Regions from separate parts of the Mus musculus genome. Here all the other regions are linked to region 1. A link is a contact called in public Hi-C and promoter capture Hi-C data. All regions are on one chromosome and are shown on one strand. The core of a region is the stretch at or near the end of the contact, and the rest is flanking DNA. Distances in the headings are between cores, read along the strand shown.

Region 1 (4,412 bases), core at 1,819-4,318:
AGGGTAGTGTCGAGGAACATTTAATACGATTCTCAGGAAGTCCTAAAGCTGAGTTTACAGGCGACTGTTTTAGTGACCTCGATTGTCACTGAAAACCTTTATACTCCTAACAGGGTTACAGTTTAATCTGTTATTACAGCATACAAAGGCCATCCAGATTTAGTTTTTCCCAACGAGTTTTCAGAAAATCGAGTAAACCAGGTCAATATGGCTGAGTCATAAAGCAATAACTTAAAGGGATGAACTGTAGATTCCTATCGCCTGGACTTCAAATCTCCCCTCAATCCTCTTTACACCTGTACTGTCTCAGCTAAGTCACTGGCAAGAGTACTAATGAGTTCCACATCAAGAACCTGCTGTGCAATACACGCTCCTGCCGCAGCCTGGACTCAGTGATAGATAGGTAAGGACTGGTACTCAGTGATAGATAGGTAAGGACTGGTACTGTGCTTTGATCACCGGAAAAGGGAGGATGTGTTTTTCCTTTGCCTTAAAAAAAAAAATGTTGTTGAGATTCCATGAGGCAGGGTCACATGTAACCTGTGCTGGCCTCCAATTCATTATGCTAGACAAGAAAATGAAAATAAAATATTCAGCTGGGCGTGGTGGCGCACGCCTTTAATCCCAGCACTTGGGAGGCAGAGGCAGGCAGATTTCTGAGTTTGAGGCCAGCCTGGTCTACAGAGTGAGTTCCAGGACAGCCAGAGCTACACAGAGAAACCCTCTCTCTAAAAAACAAAGAAACAAAAAAATTAAATTAAATAATAAAATAAAATTTCAGATTCTCAAGAAACAGGTTTTGTGGTTTTGTGTGTGTGTGTGTGTGTGTGTGAAAGTGTGGAAGCCAGGTAAGCAATGAAGGAAATAAGAAAACTTTTACAGCACAGAAAAGCTGCAAAGACAGAATGGATGGCACTTATGTTTGTCTGAGGACAGTTAATAAAGAGTTGGCAAGTGATCAGATGTGTGAACTTCTGGATACCTAATCTACATATACAGAGGTGTTAGGCAATACCAGAAATTTTGAGCAAACATGACAATCAACTTTAACTTCTATTACAAATTAGTTATCTTCAGAAAATTAATTAGAAACCAGTAAATAACAATAACGAAAAACCTCCAGACCACCTCACATCCAAACTATACATAGTTGCTTATTTGGGGTAATCTCTCCATGGCAGGTTGTGCATGTTTGATATCAACAGACACTAACCAGACTCTGTGTCCACTGAGGTGCCTGGGTCATGTTCAGAGAATAAGGGGAAAAAGCAAGAAATGATGAGAGATATGTAAATCTCAGAAACTGGCTAACAACCCGAGAGTAAAACTCCAGAATGACAACTGTCTTTTTGCTTGCCTTGAGTAGTTTAGGCTGTTCATTTCCCCCAACGTGTCAACTTATTGCTTTCTCAAGATGCCAGCAACTGTAAATAACGTGCATTTTAAAGGTATTTCCAGTTCCTGTGGCATTATGGGTCTGTCATTTCAGTTACAATTCTTGTGCATGTGAGTTTGAGGAAGCTCTATTCAAACTCTACCTGATATTGGTCACTCCTCCTCACCCACACTGATCCATCATCAGATAGTCACATCCTGAAGCTACTTTGTTTTTATTGTTGTTGTTTTGTTTAGTTTGTTTGTTTTCCGAGACAGGGTTTCTCTGTGTAGCTCTGACTGTCCTGGAACTCACTGTGTAGACCAGGCTGGCCTCCAACTCAGAAATCCGCCTGCCTCTGCCTCCCAAGTGCTGGGATTAAAGGCGTGCACCACCACCGCCCCGCTCTGAAGCTACTTTGAAAGCTGTCCTTGGGCCAATCCGGTAGCCAGGTGCCTCTGTATCCCCGCCCCCAAATACCCTTGTCCCAACCACTCGCGACCTTTCCGTGCGGGGACGCGGTGAGGCCGCAGGCTGGCTTCTCCACCAGCGGCCTGGCCCCTCTCACCTGCCCACCAGCAGCTGCACCTCTAGGTCAGGCCACCTTCACCACCAGAAACCAGAAATCGCGCTTGCACAGCAACCAACCACGCAGCGGAGCGCCACCACCTTTGCCCTGCGCGGCAAGAAGGCGCATGCGCAACTCTATGCTCACGCGCACCACCCCTCCTTCCCCCGCCCCTCTTCCGGGGTTTGCGTGAAGCTCCCGCAAAGGAAAGCTGCGGCCGTCACCGGAAATCTTACGGGCAGACGTGTATTCTGTCTGTGCGCGCTACCAAAATTGAAAGGTCACATCACATCACATCACAGCACCAAGAAGGTGGCAGAGCGTGCGGCTCTCTGCTCTCTCGAAAGGTATTTGTAGAACGAATGAAGCTGTTACCAGTCCTAGGTGGCGTTTCCTCTGTTCTGACCAATCACAAGGCGCCTTGCCCTGTCACTCAGTTGTCAATTCCCACCTCTCTCAGGACGCCCTAAGCTGTAGAAACTGGCTCCGCCCTGCCGGTCCGAGTGACGTCAGAGAGCGAACATGCGCAGACAGAGCCTGTCGCCATGCAGGAAACTTCCGCCCAGTCTAGGAGCGGGGTTGGCAGAAGTCGGGAGTCTTCAATTCAGTGCCGGATCCGGTTGGTTAATTTCCTTGGCTTTGCCTTTCTTTTTTTTTTCTTCAGAGATAAGTCTTTTATTCTTTTGAACCACCCGAAGCATTATGAAATTATGTTTAAACATATTTTATTTCGCTTTTCTCTGGCACCGTGAAAGGCACCTTTATTTTTCAACGTATCTTTTAATCTTCCTCATTAAAAATATTTTCTACTCTTGCCCTATAGTTTTGTGATACGAAAAACACGGCTTTTGTTGTTGTTGTCCATCAGTACATATCGTTGACGTACAGTGATACATTATCTGCCAATTGTATTTGTGGCTTTTCCAACCTCTTAAAAAAAAAAAAAAAATCCGCTTTGGCCGCCATTTTTATTTTGGTCTCCATAAAGCGTTGATATCATCGACAGAAGCCATTTTTCGTTTGGGCAGTTCTTTCCGGCTATCCCATTACCTTAGCCAGGGCTTCGGGCGCCATCGTAGGTGCTGGCAGTGGCTTCCAACCGAATGAAGTCGATAATGCCATCTTGTGTTTGGGCGCTGGTTGCATTCTCTAACGTGCGAGGGGACGCTGGGAAACGGGAAGTAAGCCAAAGCTGCTGAAGCTTGGTCTGCCGCCTTTTTAGTCTGAGTTTTCCCGTTCAGGTACTATACTAGTCCACCAGTGACCCCGGACAGTAACAAAGCATTACAGCCCGAACCCACCTCCCGCCACCATCGTAGGTAAGAGCGTGTGATACTTCGTTCGGATAACCCAGCTCTTCCCTCAGTTGGACCGAACTGTTTGGCCATCTTATACCAATACGTATTTTTGTTTTGGATTTTGGGACTTAACACAATTTTTCTCTTAGGTATTCCTTCTCTTTCCATTAGAATTGTTAAACACCACTGTTCAGGAAGACTGAGATTTAAAGGGACAATAACGTTGAGGGAATTTCCGTAGAATAACAAAGCAAAATGGATGGAACAGCAAATTTGATCATTAATTGTATGGCTTTCTGCATCTATAGAGGTGAATATAGCTCCCAGAGGACTTTAAAATGTGATCAGCTGTGTTTGTATATTCTTCCCATTCATTCATTCATTCATTGAATTTGTTGAATACTTAGCTAGTTTTGTGCTATAAAATATAGAAGTAAACTTCAAAACAAAACAAAACGAAACCTCCTTTTCATCCACTTGCTTTGATATATCCAAAGCTGGGACCAGGAACATAATGTTCTAATGTTTTTTTTTTTAGCACTGCTGGACAAGCAACTTCATGTTCTCACTTCTCGTATTTCTTGGATACTGTATATAGCCATAATTGTAAGGCTAATAGTCCAGGTAGCATGGCCTTGTTGCTCAGTGTAATCATCGACCAGCCATCCCAGCATCTTCTGGGAGCATGTTTCTTGGAATGAGTAGAAGCTGCACTTGGGCACAGTATAATAGTGACTTGGAAACTTTGGACTGTGGCTTACCTTAGCTTTTTGTAGCACCAGGCTTTCTTCTGTGTCTTCTTGTATGAGAAAAGAAAATCAGTAGTTCTCAACCTTGGCTGCCCATGACAGTCACCTGGGAAGCTTCTAAACCAGACTTCAGACCAGTTGCAGATAGAAATGGAGACTATGTGGAATATAGATGACACTAAGGTATTTGAGACATGGTTTTCATGCTGTTAGGCGTAAGATTGGTTTTCACCTTCCCTCTTGGCTTTACTTAAAATACCATGGAGACAGGGAGGAGTATTAGGTTGGGTGGGTGTTGAACCAATGTCCCAGTGACTGGTTACCTTGTCAACCAGCTTCCCAGTAATTGTTACTTTGCCATATATGTCTTTTCCTTAGTCTAAGTGGGAAAGAAGAATGAACACCATTTGTTTTACTGAGTC
Region 2 (4,166 bases), core at 331-2,830, about 22 Mb before region 1:
TTTTTTTTTTTTTTTTTTTGAGTTTTTTTTAGTCTTTGACTTAGTGATATAAAAGAATGTGTTTCATTTTGTCCTGGAAATACATTCATACCCTATCAACTGTTGTACACACAAATTCAAATACATGCATGTGGGTACACAATGCACACAGATTTATCAAACTGAAGCTTAAATATATGGCCATGTTATACACAATCATACACAGTACATGTATATTTATTTTGTGCATTCTTATTTCCTAATATACAGCTTTTAATTGTATAATTTCTCAAACAGCACCTCTAAATTCCTATCCACTGAGTGTTTTGAGGAACACACTCCACTGAGACTTTCTTCTCTCCAGTTTCACATGTTTTACTACCCTGCTGAGCTTCGGTAAACTAAGTTCCATGGCTGCCTTCCTGGCTCACATTTAATTTTTATCTCTCTTCACCAAATAATCGTGATGGTTAAAGTTTTATTCCCTTTATGTGTAAAATTTATTAAATTATGGTGGGTTTTCATTTCCTTAAAATGGCACAGAATCAACAGATCTGGCATTTTCCTGCCACTAGAGAAACTGGCTTACCTAGACTGTCACCCACTGTCAACTAGCATCAGTTACCTAGGGCATTAACAACAAATGTGTACGTGTGCTTCACTAGGCTAACAAAAAGAGACTGTAGCAATAAAGTGGAATTCACACTTTTTTGAGGTCTAAATCTCAAGAAACAATACACTTAAGGGTCTTAAACTAATATTGCTATGCCCCTTATCACTGCCAGGCACTGAAACAGATCAAGGATAGCTCTGCTTATCAGCTATAGTATCTGGGCTTTTAAGTAAGTTACTAGATTTCAAACTACTTTTGGAATATGACTTGGGTTGCCCAGGGTCAGTAAGGCAAATTTGTATCCAACGCACTCCAGAGCATCTAGAAAAACCTAGCTTATTTTCAACTCAACCAGGAGGAAATACATCTGTCAGTAGCTTGAGTTCCAACGGAGGTGTCTGACAACATAGGAGCAAAGCAATCTCAAACCATCTAGGGGATCCTACAGCTCTCCCGGCAAGCCAGAGATGTGAGAAGAGAGTGAGGTTGCAATCCTCCTTCCTGGAAAGGATCAAGACTGAGGAGAATTATAGAGGACAAAAACTGCTAACAAGTAAGTGAAGTTAACAGCGGCTCTCAAAGTTCAGAGCAAATAAAAGTCCAACAGGCGTGGTGACCATGCGCCCACGGAGGAGGAGGAGGACCCAGGAATTAGTGCTGTTTAGCTTTGCCAAGCTGCCAGAGAGGAGGCGCGTGGGGCCAGGGAGCCCGAGCAGATCGCCCCGCCTCTTCCGGTGGCCGTGGCGCCGGCCGGCCCACGCGGCGCCCCAAGAAGTGGCTCCGGATGTTTCTACAGTGGCCGCGTCAGGATATAGCCTTGCCCAAGAGTAAAGCGATGGCCCCAGTCCTCATTACCTGATCAGGGCCGCGACCCTCATTCTGGGCGCAGTGTGCGTGCGTACGTGCGTGCGTGCGGTAACCACAGACGCCAGGCCCGGGATCCCGCGGCGACTGGACCTACACGCGCGGTCCTCGACCTGGTGTCTGCTGCGCTGCCTGCCCTCGACCATGCCTACTGCCCCTTCAGCACCTTGCTGAACACCCGGGTGTAGAGGCTAGGTAGTCTCAGCATCTGTTCCCTGATACATGGATATATGGCTCAGAATTTACAAAAAGAAAAAAGTTTAGGCACAGCCTAACCACCTAAGTAAGGGCAGTGAAGCTGCCAAGGGAAGGGCATGGTCCTTGGTAAACCGCTTGAGGGTGCTGGGATTGTCTGGGTAGTAAATTCAAAGTCACAAGTTCTAAGATTTGAAACACTACCTTGGAAAGGGGATTTAGTCTCTCTCCTCTCTTCGTCAACTACAAGAAAGAAATCTTTTCGCCCTTCCTACCCCCCCTCCAAAAAAAAAAACCCACTAACCCCTGATCACTTTTAACTTCGAGGTTTGCATCTCTGCCCATTGAACCAGTGAGGCTACATGACCTCCGCCTCCTATACTGTGTTTTTGCATTTTCCCAATACAGAAACTGAAAAACTTGCACTCCAGAAAGCAAAACGAAAATCTAATTTAAAATACGTTTGCCAGTACTTAGTTATTTGAATGTACTAAGCACTCTTTGGAGCTCCTGGGATCAACTGGTGTACGATATAGACCACCATGCCTACCTACATCCATGAACAAGGAGTTTGTGTAGAGGTGTAGGAAGAAGAGAATTTAAAAAGAGAATTGTATGTTAAAGTGAAAAATACTGTACCAAAAGAGAGAGAAAGAGAGAGACAGAAAAAAAATGCAGAAATAGAGGGTACACGTGGCATTATTGGTGAGTTAAACTAACTTAAACATATACATCTTTGAATATTATTCATATGTAAAGAATGTATATATATATATATATATATATATATATATATATATTTTTTTTTTTTTTTTTTTTTGAGACAGGTTTTCTATGTGTAGCCCTGGCTGTCCTGGAACTCACTCTGTAGACCAGGCTGGCCTAGAACTCAGAAATCCACTTGCCTCTGCCTCCTGAGTGCTGGGATTAAAGGTGTGCGCCACCACTGCCTATGTATATACACATTATATACATGTAATACATATATATATATATATATATATATATATATATATGTGTGTGTGTGTGTGTGTATATGTGTGTGTGTGTGTATATATATATATATATATATATATATATGTATATATATACATATATATATCTCCAGTGAATGCCCAAACTCCCAAAATCCGTCTTCCCAATGTATCCATGTTGAATAAATCTCCCTTTCTGATTTCTACTTTCACCTGGCTTTTTTTTTTCCAGCCTGCTGGTTCTGGCCATATTTATTTCATACATGTGGGATACACTGTCACTGCCTTTAGACACAGCCTTAGACAGCATTGGATGCCCACTACAGATGGTTGTGAGCCACCATGTGGTTGCTGGGAATTGAACTCAGGACCTCTGGAAGAGCAGTCAGTGCTCTTTACCGCTAAGCCATCTCTCCAGCCCTTCACCTGGCTTTTAAAATTGTATTTTAATTAAAGACTGCTGGCAGGACATGAATTGGGCACAGGTTTTGAACTGAAGGTTTGATGACAAAAGAACAGGTAACTGGAGAAGAGTAACCAGAATGCATGATGGAAGATGAAGTCTGGGTGGTGGAGAGAGAAGATCATCCAAGGTGGTGTAGGCCATCTCAGACTTTATAGCACAGGTATGGTTGAAGGTTTTATAAGGACAACAGGTTCTTATAACACTGCAATGTTGAAAACATCTATTAGGGAAGAAATCTATTTTAATGTTCCAGGAGAGATGATGTGATGTGATCTAAAAACAAGATGATGGATTTGGCAAAACATGAAAAGAATTAGTATTTTTAAAACAGTCAATATAGTTGAATAGACAGATATGGGTTACTAAAGAAAGCCATGAGAAATGAGAACAATATCATGAACTAAAGGTAGGATGTGTGAGACACCTCACATTGTGTGGGATACACATTAGCAATCCGTCTTGCCATACTACAAGTGCTTTCAATGGCTCCAAATAGTTGGTATGCGTCATCATGGCATTGATAATTTGCTATGAGTATCAGTATTATAATCGTGTGTGCAAAAAATAATCTGTGATTATAATTATTTACCAAATCAATTAAGTATTTGAGATGTTGGTGTCTGGTTAGAGATAAAGCATTCAAATTATACATTATGAATCATATGCTTTTCAGCCTATGAAATTTTGAAAGTAACAATTTATGTAATACATATGACAAGATCATTGGGAGTTGAGTCCATTGAACTGATGGGTAGTTAGAGTAGTATAGGACTTGAAAGATAAGGACAGGAGAAACAGATACATCTTCAAACAAAGATATGAGAGGTTAGCCTTACTGGTGGAGAGGTTATGTTGGTCAGAGAGGAAGACAAATTGGACAGTCAGGGTGATGCCCAGTTATCTAGAATCAGGAAATGCCACTCGAAGTAATAGCAATGACAGGAAAGTTAGTCTAGCTGTTTATCATCAATTTTAGAAAGCTGTGTAGATTATCAGTAATTAACATGTGGACTATTTTGATAAAATAAGCATCAAGTGCCTCAAAGACTCATTTTTTTAAAAATTTTCTACCATT
Region 3 (4,458 bases), core at 1,416-3,915, about 23 Mb before region 1:
AATTTCTTAAAACCATGTCACTAATTACAAAGCTGTGGCTTTACAATGGATTGAAAAAGTCAAGCCTGTATATGCCTGCACACTCAAAATTACGTCAGTGCACCTAACTCCTGCTGGTTTAGTTGAGATGCACCAGCTCTCCAGATTGCTTGCTACTCAGGTCCTTCTGCTGGAGAGCACCATGAGGCATTGCTGATTCAACCCAGAAATGAAATTTTACTGTCCTGTCTCTAGCGCTTGGCTTGTTTGACAAATATTCTAAGCAAAATGATCACCAAGTCAAGAACAATTAAAAATTAGCTCCCACGGGCAAGACTGCCAGCTTTCAAATGCTAGCTTTGTCTAACTTTTAGCTGTGCAATCTTAATCAAGCCATTTAACATTCTCTGTCTCTTATATCTGAGCCTGGATCTTATGTCACTGTGTTATAGGAAATTTGCATCTCATTAGATTGTCACTAGCATTCACAGATGAGTTTATACCATACAACTGTTAATTAGGACATGGGTAACTATCATAGTTGGAAAGGAGGCAAGTGAAAGGTACTGTGTCAGGCTTACCTACAGAACTTACCAGGAATTACCACTTTATAGAACAGAGATGGGAGCTTAGTGAGCATAAACAAGCAGTCCACATTCAGTTAACTGCAAAGCGCAAGTCAAACTCCTGCCTGTCTCTAAAGGCAAGGGTCGGGATTTGTTTGTTAAGGAATGAAAGAAAAACAGCAAATACCCATTTTTAAGGTTGTGGAAAGCCAGTTTTACCAACAGAAGTATCCACCGTAATTTTTAACCATAAACAAACATTAAGTCAGTGTGGTGATACACCTTTCTAATCACAATACCAGAGAGGGGGAAATTGGAGGATCAAGAGCTTTAGCCAGCATCAGTTAGTGAGTTCAAGGCCAGCCTGAATACATAATACAAAATTATGGAAACTTTTTGTCTTCAAATACTACAAAGTGCTAGTAATAAATTACTCACATACCTTTGTTTTGTTTTGTTTGAGACAGGATTTCTCTGTATAGCCTTGGCCTGGTACTCACTCCCTAGACCAGGCTGGCTTTTGCCCTCCCAAGTGCTGGGATTAAAGGAGTGTGCTACCACCCAGCTCCTACTTACTTTAAAATGACTTATTCAGTTTTTCACAAAGTCTTAGAGATAAGATCTCAACCCAAATCTCTTGACCTCTACCACTAAATCAAAAAAACAGCTTATTGGGCCAGTGACAGTTAGACGAGTGAAGCGTTTGTTGCTAAGCCTGACAACCTGAGTTTGATCTCCAAGGTCCACAAACAGGAGAGAATTCATGCAAGTTGTCCTTCTGACCACAGATGCATGGCATGGCATGGCATAGCATGGCATGGGTCCAACAGTGCACACACACAAAAGTAACTGGGGAGCAGGGGGTGGAGGTGAGGATCCTGAGACTTTAGCAAAAGTGAGTGATTAAAACAACACAAAACAAAAAACTTCAACCAACTCTGGTTTCTCAATTTGCTTGTTAAAAAAACAGCTTTGTTTTGTCAAGGACAAATGTTGATGTTGGGTGGGTAATGTCTACTCTGCTAAAGAGATCAGAAACTGCGAAAATGTCGGGCAGCAGGCCTCTTCGTAAATTGCTGGATACAGAAGGATCCTATGAAGCCTATTTCTAAACTTGGCCTGACTGTCTCCCTAATGATTCGTTTGAAATGTTCTGACTGCCCACCCCAGCCTGACAGGATAGTGTGTTCCCCTCCCCCACATACTGCTTGTTTAAAACACGACAGATTACCAGATCGGTGGCACAGTATTTAAGTAGGGAGCCTGGTATCCTATTCCTAGCACTGTAAAACAAAACAAAAACCCACGGCAACATAGGGAGGCACGTCTGATCATCACCACCGAGACTGCATTCTAACCACGTGTCTTTCTTATCCAGAATAAAATGGGTATGCCCTTGTCCCAACACGTTGTAACTTACCTTTATTTCCGTAGCTGCAGTTTCATGTCTCCTGCGATCGCACTGACCGCGGCCACCCTTGACCTTAATGCCATAGACAGCTCGAAGCTGCTGCAGCAGGGCCAATCTGACCAGTCTCTGATCCCACATCCCGAACACGTCGCCTACTCTCCGAGGCCGACTCCGGGTCCTGACTTTCTTTGCCACCAACCAACTCTTCCACTTGCCAAACGCCCTCAGGCTCGCTCTGCTCCGCTGCCTTCCAGCCACCTCTGGCACTCTTCCTCCACTTTCCCTCGATCCACTTACACAGACCTTCTTCTCTCGCGCCTCTCTTCACTCTTGTTTCACTTCCACCAGCCTTCTTTCCGGGTCGCTCAGCCCTGTCAGTTACTTCCACAAACTTCCCTTTTTTCTGACTCTTCCGTTTCCCCAGACTAACGCCTGCAGCTAGTTTCTCGCTTCCGGACACTTCCACTTATCCTCTTCCCCGCAGGGTGGCCTTCCCCGCTCTGATTTCTTGAGATGGAAATGCAACCTTAAGCTACTCCCTCCAGCCGGGCCAGCCGGCTGCTCAGGGATCCCCAGTCCCGGTCCCTGCCCGGGCTGGTCCCCGCCGTCACCCCGTCTCACACGCAGCCTTTCCCCTAGCCCATCAGCCTTGCCTGTGGCCCCGGCCCGCTAAAGCTTAGTGACTCGGCTCCGCCAGCGCCCCACCTTCTCGGCACACATCAGACCCGACGCGACCGCACCTGAGCAGTGGCTCAAATGCCAGCGCCAAACAGCGCTCCGCATCCGATTGGCCCGCTCCTGTTTTCAAAATGAGGACCCTTTGGGGTGGCCAGGAGCTGCCTGTCTAAAAGGTTCCGGCAAAGCCGAAAGCACAGCGAGCGTTGAGATCAGGGTTAAGAAATGTGAAGAGAGTGAGTTCCTCTTTCTCTTTGCCTATTTCTTTGGAAGAAAAATGTCAAAAACGTGTTCAAATATGTTTGCTTTGCTCTTCGGACAATATACTTCGGAGATCCGAATAGACAGCTCATAACCTCCCCCCACTTCCGCCCTTTCATTTCTCCACTAAAGCTAAAGGTCCCGTCATAGGGAAAACCGATTCTACGGAAGGCGGGAGGAGTCAAGTTTAGTTATGAATCACAAACGCCGTTTGTTGTTGTTGTTGTTGTTGTTTGTTTTGTTTTGTTTTTGAGACCCGGACCCAAGGTCTTAGAAGGGAATTGGAACTGTGAGCCATTGGTCCTTCTTTGGGAGACTGGTGGTATTATTAAATTTTCTTACATAAGGTAATTAAGGTAATTAAGCACAACAAAGATGACTTGTCACGAGAGAGTAGTGGAGGAATACGGAGCTGTAGGAGGCAGCTGCAGCAATAGTTTACCTCTGTGGGACTTGGTTAAAGGACCAGAAGTCCTGTTTGCCATTGCCATTACTGAAACCTCAGCTGTCTGATTTAAATGCATGACATCACCTTCTCCTCTTGTTTCCCAGAGCTGCCTTTCCTTTTCCAAACACCAGTAATCCTACTCTCTCTCTCTCTCTCTCTCTCTCTCTCTCTCTCTCTCTCTCTCTCTCTCTCTTTCTCTCTCTCTCTCACACACACACACACATGAGAGAGAGAGAGAGAGAGAGAGAGAGAGAGAGAGAGAGAGAATGTGTATGCATTCAGTCATAACTATAAAAATAACTTATGTTGTGTATATCCTTCTCTAGGCCACGTTGTTCTGGTTCTTCGATGGCTAAGAATTCCTTTTAAGGTGCTTAGGTTAGCTTTTGAATATTAAATAGTGCTTTCTATTTACATCCATGTATGTATGCACTGGATAGTTTTTATGTCACCTTGACACAAGCTAAAATTATCTGAAGGGAGGGAACCTCAAGTGAGGAAAATGCCACACGTTCCAGCTGTAGGGTATTTTCTTACTAAGTAATTGATGGGGAAGACCCATCCCATTGTGAGTGGTGCCATCCATGGGCAAGTGGTTTTCGGTTTTGTAAGAAATCAGTTTGAGAAGGCTATAATGAGTAAATCAGGAAGTAGCACTCCTCCATGGCCTCTGCATCAGTTATTGCTTTCAGGTTCCTGTCCTGTTTGAGTTCCTTTCCTGGCTTCCTTCAATGATGGACAGTGATGTGAATATATAACGCTAAATATCTCTTTCTTCACCATGTTGCTTTTGGTCAGTGCTTCATCACACTGATAGTAACTAATTGGGAACAGAAGTTGGTCCCAGGGAGTAGGGTATCATTGTGACAGGCTTGGCCATGCTGTTATAGGAATATGGTAGATGTTAGGACTTTGGACTAGAAAGGTAGTTGAACATTTGAAATGGATATTACTGGGTCTTCTTATTGGGAACATGGAACACAATGGTGCTGAGAGCAATGTAGATGATGATGGCCCAGCCCAAGAGGTTTCAGAGAAGCAGAAGTGTTTCAGGGTATTTGAACACATTGTGAAACCCAAGATTGTGAACTAGAAAAACCTTGTGGTGTGGCTCAGCC

What was found. Promoter capture Hi-C pulls out the DNA fragments that hold promoters and counts their contacts. A called contact is a pair of places that touch in the nucleus more often than the background predicts.
Region 2: a contact with region 1 is called in a promoter capture Hi-C map of pre-B cells, with 4 times the contacts expected there. The contact joins the promoter of Dph6 here to the promoter of Slx4ip in region 1. A contact is called at or near these places in 1 of 39 promoter capture datasets (pre-B cells) and 1 of 484 Hi-C or Micro-C datasets (CD4 T cells).
Region 3: a contact with region 1 is called in a Hi-C map of pre-B cells, with 13 times the contacts expected there. The contact joins the promoter of Arhgap11a here to the promoter of Slx4ip in region 1. A contact is called at or near these places in 2 of 39 promoter capture datasets (liver and pre-B cells) and 2 of 484 Hi-C or Micro-C datasets (CD4 T cells and pre-B cells).

What each region holds. Positions count from the first base shown.
Region 1 is chr2:136,889,100-136,893,511 of GRCm38.p6, forward strand. It overlaps Slx4ip (SLX4 interacting protein), which reads left to right and starts at 3,069. Exons shown (of 8, transcript NM_028834.3): 1 at 3,069-3,262. It overlaps Mkks (McKusick-Kaufman syndrome), which reads right to left and starts at 2,307. Exons shown (of 6, transcript NM_021527.2): 1 at 1,944-2,307.
Region 2 is chr2:114,653,384-114,657,549 of GRCm38.p6, forward strand. Dph6 (diphthamine biosynthesis 6) reads right to left here and starts at 1,581. Exons shown (of 9, transcript NM_025675.5): 1 at 1,448-1,581. The coding sequence starts at 1,470.
Region 3 is chr2:113,845,996-113,850,453 of GRCm38.p6, forward strand. Arhgap11a (Rho GTPase activating protein 11A) reads right to left here and starts at 2,666. Exons shown (of 12, transcript NM_181416.3): 1 at 1,966-2,666. The coding sequence starts at 2,094.